Linked DNA regions of Danio rerio: region 2 is linked to region 1. A link is a contact called in public HiChIP or PLAC-seq data. All regions are on one chromosome and are shown on one strand. Each heading gives the region's core, a stretch centred on a gene start, on an enhancer-like site or on the middle of the called end of the contact. The rest is flanking DNA. Distances are from core to core; before and after follow the strand shown.

What was found. HiChIP or PLAC-seq counts read pairs in DNA pulled down with a chosen protein or histone mark.
Region 2: an H3K4me3 HiChIP or PLAC-seq map of gastrula embryo shows a contact between it and region 1, with 3 times the contacts expected there. The contact joins the promoter of myofl here to the promoter of unc5b in region 1. A contact is called at or near these places in 2 of 4 datasets of contacts at active chromatin or transcription factors (embryo and gastrula embryo).

Annotation. Positions count from the first base shown.
Region 1 is chr13:32,514,898-32,519,131 of GRCz12tu, reverse strand. It overlaps unc5b (unc-5 netrin receptor B), which reads right to left and starts at 2,426. Exons shown (of 17, transcript NM_001111149.1): 1 at 2,090-2,426. The coding sequence starts at 2,177.
Region 2 is chr13:32,624,681-32,628,872 of GRCz12tu, reverse strand. myofl (myoferlin like) reads right to left here and starts at 1,921. Exons shown (of 53, transcript XM_682373.11): 1 at 1,723-1,921; 2 at 1,117-1,172; 3 at 937-1,028. The coding sequence starts at 1,810.

The DNA.
Region 1 (4,234 bases), core at 1,177-3,676:
GGACTGTGGGGGAAACTGGAGCACCCAATGGAATTCCATGCGAACATGGGGAAAACATGCAAACTCTACACAGAAATGACCTCTGGCCCAGCCACGAACAAGCAACCTTCTTGCTGTGGGGCAACAGTGCTAACCACTGAGCCACCATGTCACCTAGTCCCATACATACCAAGTTAAAATCACATTTTCATCTAAATTTAAACTTTTAAAAGAACAGTTCGCCAAAAACGGAAAATTTTGTCATCATTTACAAAACGCCTTTGACTTTTGTACCTTCTGTTAAACACAAAGGAAGATATTTTGAAAAATGTTGGAAACCTGTAACCTTTTACTTCCATAGTATTTGTTTTTCATACTATATATGTCAATTATTACAGATTTTCAGGCTTCTTTAAAATATCTTTTTTTTTTTTTTTTTTTTTTCAACAGAGAAAAGAAAGTCATAAAGGTTTGAAAGCACACTGGTGAGGATAAATGGTGAACTCATTTTCATTTTTGGTAAAACTATCCCCTTTAAATTACTTTTAGGCAACTGCTAAATGTCCCAGATGCATCTATATAAAACTGTTGGGTTTTTTCTATAATAGACTCTTCTGTGAGTAGTTTATTATAAGAAAGGACACTTAAACTACAATACACACCCGTTTCCATGTCTGAAGTTAAATCATCCTGTCCCTTTTCTTTCCAATTTCTCTTTCCCATTGGAAAACCAATCTACTAAACCCTTCAAATGTGCACTTCTGTGTCAATCTGATTACATATGTGGCCATAGTGCAGAGAGGGAGAGAGATTTCTTTCCCGCTTCATTGCTTCCCGTCACTTCTAAGGTCAGACAGAAGGTAAGCTAGCCTTCATGCAGAAACAATAACACATCACAACATGATCTGCTCGTGAATATTTCTCCTCTGTATGGGAAATAATATCTTGAACTTGTCAGATGTGTCAGCAAATGGTTTGGTTATTTTATTAGATCGTTTTCAGTATGATTTTCTGATGAACCTGCAGTGCAGCCGTTGCTGACAATGTAATTTTGTTACATCCAAACTATTCTAAAGTCATTGGGAAGAATCAACTTTTAAACTTTGTTTGAAAAAATAAACTACTTTTGCATTAAATTCTTTATTCCCCACTTTTAAAAAGACAAAGAAACTTCTACCAGCTCCTAATCAAGTTCATGTGCTAAACGTAACCCTAAGCTACATCAATCAGAAAAGCAAAATAACAGACAGGAATGGATTTTTAAGCTGCACACTATAATTCAGAATTCACTATCTCTGCTTTCCCTCAGATGTTGTTTCCCTTTTTTACTAGGTTTATTTTTTCTGTCTTTCAGGAGCCAGGAAGGCATTGAGCTAAACCTTAATTACTCCAAGAACACCAGGGGTTCTGCTTTTTATCCGCTGCTTGGAAGCTCAGCACGGCAAGCAGAAAGAGAGGAGATCAACAGAATATTTCCTCTCTGAAGGGAGAGAGAGATGAGTGCACATGCAGCAGTCACATCCCTTCATCAGATTCTTAGTTATTATTACCTATTACACTGCCTTACAACTCTAGATAGATAGATAGATAGATAGATAGATAGATAGATAGATAGATAGATAGATAGATAGATAGATAGATAGATAGATAGATAGATAGATAGATAGATAGATAGATAGACTCTATATGAGTTTAATATTTAAAATGAACAGTGCCACCTGTTATAATTCAAAGATAATGCATAAAGACATTTAGCAAAGTGGATCAACAAAAGCCATTACTGAATGGATTTTTCCTCCATGATTCTCGTGGAAGGTTGTAGCAGGCTTTTATGGAATATTATAAAGAATTAGGTCTAAAAAGCATACTGTAAGCGACCTATGAGTCATCTGCTTATTTCTGAAGAGAATCAAAAGGCATCATTTATTCTCAATAGTCGACCAATATCCTGAGTGACGACCTTATTATCTCCAAACTTATCTGTGTTTTTGGGTGTGTGTGTGAGTGAAGGCTACGTGAGTTGATAACGCACTTCTGTTTTCCCGTACGTTTCATTCTGAAAGTATAAGGAAGTGTTTAATATTAAGCGTTACATTTAACCGGCTCGTACCTGCATGTATTACTAAGGTTGAGCTGAGTAGAAGTAAACCGAGCAGGGAGGCGGGAGACTGGTCGCGGTGTATCCACGTTGAGAGCATCTTCACCCGGTCACGCTACTGCCAAACGCCCCCCAGGTGCTCTCGCTCCAGTCGGCTGAAGCCTCGCTGAATCCTCCGTGAAGGATACTTCAAATAGTGTGAAATATGGAGACGGGTTCCTCCTCGAACTTTACAAACTTATAAAAACAGGCTGCACCGTGGTGGTTTTTAATAGAAACCTGGTCCAGAACTTTCCCCAAAATGTGTAAAAGCTACAGTTTCACCAAATGTTCGCTCAGGCACATCGCAGACCCCGTCCGTAGTGAAACGCATCAACCAGCGTAAAGTTCATCTCACTTACAACTCCACTGAAACAAAGAACGCGTTTCTCTCTGAAAACAGTGGATAAAGCGAAAACAAAAGTACTTGGCAGCTTTTATTCCTGTAGCGGCGAGAAGAAAAAGTTGTCCGTAAGCGTTAAGCATAATGCCATCGTTGTGAGATGTCCGCTGCTATCTGTGGAGCGCCATAGTCCTGACGCTGCCGCTCGTCTGGATCTCGAGAACTGAGTGTAAACACACGGACACGGGTATGAAGCGCGAGCCTCCAGACTCTCATCTCCCATCAGCCAATCATCAACCTTCACTGAGCCACACTGAGCGCTGGAGAACAGGGACGCCAATAGAGATGTGAATGGAAACACAGAAATCCCGGAGGCGGATTAAGGGATTCGGGGAAAGGACAAACATTCATATTTTTTTCTTAAAATAATAATTATTATAGCAAAACAGAAATTATGGAGTAATTTAAATAGGCATATTGGTTTATTAATGTAGTGTGAGCTGCAGTACTTTGGCATTTATATATAAATATTATCATTAGACTTTTAAATTATTATTGTTACTATTATTATTATTATTATTATTATTATTATAAATTATTATTATAATTATTTATTTACAAAAGAAAACGTATTTAGAAAGCAATATAAAGGATTCTGGTGAGAATTAGCTACATTCTTTTGACCTTTAGCATGTAATTATGTCTTTAATACAGATCTACTGTAATTATGATTAATTAAGGGTGGTTTGATAATGACGGATGATTATGATGTGTTAATGTTAGTTTCAGGATTAGTGTTAGTAACACTATCACAATTCACAGTCATGCCTCCCAGCATATTTTAGTCAGGTTCAGTGCATTAATGAACTTCTTGTTGAGACCACCACAAGAGGGCGACAGTTCATACATGTGCTTTCCGAGTCCATTCAGAAGTTGAATACAGGCTGATTGTCCATTGTGTCCACTTTGTTTCATTTTGTTATCCTTACAGAAGACTGCGGTCAGAGCTGTCTGGTTTTGGTTGTGTAAGCAGGAACTAAAATCTAGACAGGTTATTCAAACTGCTGTCCAGGATCGGAAGCAGAATCGTTTGAACTGCAATTACTATGCAGGGCCATCTTGGAGTCTGGCAAGGGCAGCAGTTCCTGATCTGCAGGTATTTCTAAAGCAGATAGCTAAAAATGCACCGCAAACAACAATTTAAATTTTCAAGAGAAAGTAAATGTTTTTCGTTTTTAAAAAGATTGTTGGGAACTTACAACTTTTGATTGTTTGTTTATTTATGTATGTATTTATTTATTTATTTAATTTTATTTTTCTTCAGGTTCAATGTTAAATTCCTGAAATATGTATGTACATATGCATGCGTATGTAAAAAATGTAAAACAAACAATCAACTAACTAACTAACTAACTAACTAACTAACTAACTAACTAACTAACTAACTAACTAACTAACTAACTAACTAACTAAATAAATAAATAAATAAATAATAATACTTTTTGTATGCCGCATATATACTGTAACTTTACAAATACAAACTCACAAGGAGGTACTTATTTTGAATAAGTCAGTGAATGGAATTTCAATATGATAGAGTACACAACAACTCTTGCAGAACCTTCATAACTGAATAATAACAATAAGCAAAAACCCACTGATGCACATTGTTTGTTAATCATGTTGTAGATGTGGGGTTAAAAAAAAACTGATTTTGTGTACATTGCTAACTTGGCAACTTGCAGATATTAAATTCTCTGGAGGACTTGAACGCT
Region 2 (4,192 bases), core at 672-3,171, 110 kb before region 1:
AAAACAACTCCAAATAAGATAGCAAACTGCACATGATTTACCTATGAGTCATTACAATCATTACAATCTCTCTAACATGATACTTCCTGAATTTCCTCCAAATAAAGTTCTTCTACAAAAGCTATTAAAAAACTCCAAATAAGGCCAAAGGCAAGCTTGAAAAGCCCATTTCATCATTTCCAAATCCCTGCAAAAAACTGATGATTCAAATAATGTCAACATCAAAATTGAACAAGTTTTTGCAAGCTTACAGTACTTTTCTATTGTTATGATACTCTTTACTCTGCATGTGGCAACAGAGAACACAAACTAAATCCAGTATGTGCAGATGGTGGAGGAAGCCAAGGAGACGTCGTCTGTGTGACTCATGGAAAGTTCATTATCATGGCAGACTTTGCAGTAAAACTTGCCACATGGAAGAAAAACTGCCTTTTGAACCAAACCAAATGTTCACTAGTTTGAAGACCCAGCTTGAGTTGACTATGAGTCTCTCACACAAAAAGCTTGTTAAAAGGCTGATCGAAGGTGCAACTTTGAACCGCCAGGAGTCTCTCCAACACAACACTACAAGTTTAGACAAAGTACTTGGGTGTGGTACTGAGGTTTTAAAGAGTTTCATGCCAAGCTAGTACTTTTAACTAACCTAGAAAGACAATTGCTAATGTTGTGCTACCAAAATGTATATTTTTTTTTGTCTCATGCTTCTAAAGACTTCCTTAGGTGTATCCTTTACACTGCAGTGATTTACAGTACCGCCACATTATGTACATAAGCATGTGTGAAGTGATTTGCAAAGGTAAACCCACCACACCCACCCACTCAGCAAATGTAGAATACCATCTACGCCACACCATCGTCATACAGCAATTAAAATACTACACTTTAAATGAATCCAATAAGGCTCATACAGTGAAGCAGTGGTAGATGCAAACTTACTTGTCTTTTCCAATGGTTTCATAGTCTTTCACAACCACTTCAATGAATGACGAGGAATCCAAAGGGGACCCCTTTAAATCAAACTCAATTATCTGAAATGAAAATATCAAGTCTTGGTTGGCCACATTTAAGACACATTGATTTAAACAGCATCATTTTGGTATCCAATATAAAACTGACCTCATTCCAAACAGGGTTTAATTCCTTGTCAATTGCTTTTGTTTTCTTTTTTTCACCTGAAAGTTAAACAAAAATCTTCTACTCTTATGACCAATAAAGAAACAATCATGACATTAACATAATCAACACAGCATAATGTTATTATCTTGAATTGTACAATTATTTTAGTTTAAAAACGAGGATTACAAAGTATCCATGTGCTTCATGCAGTAAAACATGTACTATGTATTAGTAAGACTGTAACACATCACATCATTTAAGGGTCCCATGAAATATATATTTCAACAACTGCATATTTTCACTTTTTTATAGTGTAGGGGAGGGACAAGTTTTCTTTTTAACGATGGCCCATTCCAATCCCTTATAAGGACATTTGGTGTTCTTTTCCATAAACAATCATTGATACAAATCTGAGAAACAAAAACTAAGGATAAAATGTTAAGCAGCTTTAGAAAAAGTCATGTGTATATTCTGTAAAAAGACATCAAACTCCGCTTAACTTTTCAGTTATGCACATTAACAATAATGAAAATTATAAAGGTATAAGGTAAATAAAAAAATAAAAAAACTTGTAACAAAACCTCTAATGGAAAATCGCTGACTTACCCCTAAAGATGATTCCTGCTATAGGATCTGGAACTCCAATAGTTTTTTTAGGAATTCCTTTGGCGGATTCAACAACCACCCTCAACATGTTGCCAAATGTTACGAATTAAGGTTGCACAGAAGACATCGACTCAACAGATTCTCTTCACGAAGAGTAGAAACATTTGCTGACCATCAGAGGAGGAAGCGCCAGTCAGACAAATGAGACGAGCTGATGAGAGGAGGGACCTCTGCGCTGCAACATCGTAGCAATTTATTCCCTTTTATAATTAATAATTTTAGACTAATGTAATTGTATGTGGCGGTTTAGAACAAATATAGGGAATATAGTTGTAACAATAGTTTTACAGGCTTTTTTCACTGAGGAGATTATAACTTTCAATTCAAGGTGCGCCTCGAAAGGTGATCAACACGTGTACCGTAAACTATATTGAAAAATATATATATTAACTGTAAGGGTGATCCAGGTTTAGAAGTGTGAAGTGTAGACAACAGTTCATACTGCACAGAATTCATTCCGCCATTAACTTTATAAGTTTTATTTAAACACAACAAACAACAAGTCACCTGTACCTGTACTCGGGCTCCACCGTGTGGCGAGATATTTTATTCGTCTAATTGCGTTTATCAAAAGGACTTTATAAAGTGGAGAGGAAAAAAACACTTCTTAACTGTTTTAGTAATATAATATAGTTTTGGTACAACAGCTGTTTAATAGTCAAGGTCTTTTACTTTATTACTCAAAATTTCTTTCCAAATACCAGACACCTGTAACTCCAAAAGAACTTGCGGTGGTCGTGGGAGCCATTCGATCTGGCTTTTCAAGAGTTCACACTTAGCTGATGACTGATTATAAGCCAGTTTGGCATGCTGTCCCGGGAGAGAGCCCTGAGCTCAAAAGGTCCTTGAGCCCTGGGCTCCCTCCCGTTTGCAGGGCGAGAGGGGAGCCTTGAGCTCAGGTAGATCTCGACAACTCCCTGCTTGATAGAAGCTGATAACTAAAATGAATACTATGAAGAGATATGCTGCAGGATGAGAGTTTGATTGTAGTGCTAAATTTAGATTGATCAATTCACTTGTGCATGTTTTTGGAATGTGGTAGGAAACCGGAGGACCCGGGGAAAACCCACGCGAGCACAGGAAGAACATGCAAACTACACACAGAAACAACCGCCAGCCTGTTAAAGGACTAGAACCGGTGACGTTCTTGCTGTGAGGCATCAGTGCTAACCATTGGGCCACCGTGCCACCCTATGGAAGGAAAGGTGAAGAGGTAGGGGTGGAAGGGGGGACTCTTCAAAACAAAGATGACTGTGGTGAAAAAACCCTGGCTCTTTATAGTGGGCTAGGAATGGCCTGATTGGTGGATCATACATGCTAATGCAGAACCAGCCGTCTTCAATCATAATCACGTGATCCTCTCAAAATTAGTTCATGAATAAACTTCATATATATACTTCTGAGGAATTGTAACTGTTCCCCAACAGTTACAGCATCTGCCCTTAATCCACGTGACACTCTTGTCAGTCAAATGTGTTTTTTGGAATATAGGAACAAAAAATCCCAAAATAAGATTACTATTTCTTAAGAATCTAACTTCTACTCCATACCGTATCTTCTTTTGGAAAAAAAACTTTAGAATAATTTTAACTAGGAGAAAATCTGGTCACTGGTTTAAACTGATCCACAGACGTTATCCTATCAAGAAATGTCTATAAATGTTTAGAGTTGACACTGACTTGAGTTGTTCTTTTTGTGTGAATGCTGGTGAAACAGTGTGCTTTTGTTTTGGTCATGTCATTACATACAGCAGATTTGGAATAATATAGTTTTTTTTTTTTTTTTTTTTTTTGATAAGGTGAAGATTCTACCACAATTTTCTGTACAAATGAAAATTGATATATATTTTTATTTTTTTTAACTAGGAAAATGTAAATTTTACATTGCCAAATGCAAATTCTAAAATAATAAACCTGCCTTTGAGGTCTTCATTAAAGATATGGAAAACTACATAAAGTTGATTTCAGGATCGACTAATAAGAAAGCTTTAAAAACTGTCAAAATATGATCTGCTTTTGAAATCTTCATATAGGTTAAACTTAAATTAACCCTTGTATTTGCAAAGTGCTTTAATATTTCTTCTTCCTTTTCTCACTTCTCTTTATTTTTTGTAATGTTATTTTTTTCCATTGTTTCATACTGTACTGTACTTTTTGTCAATGTCCCTTGTTGAGTGATACTGTATTTTTAGTTTTATGTACTATTATGTATGTATGTTCCTGGTTTCAGCAATAAAAAAAATAAATTAAAAAAGCTACAAATAAAAAGCACTTCTTACTGTTTATTGCCTGCAGTAGACCTACTATTGTAGCCTAATATGCATGTGTTTTATTGAATTGCATATTTTTAAGATCTGATAATATCTGATAACGTCTTTCAAAAGTCTATTTAATATGTAATTTATAAAAAT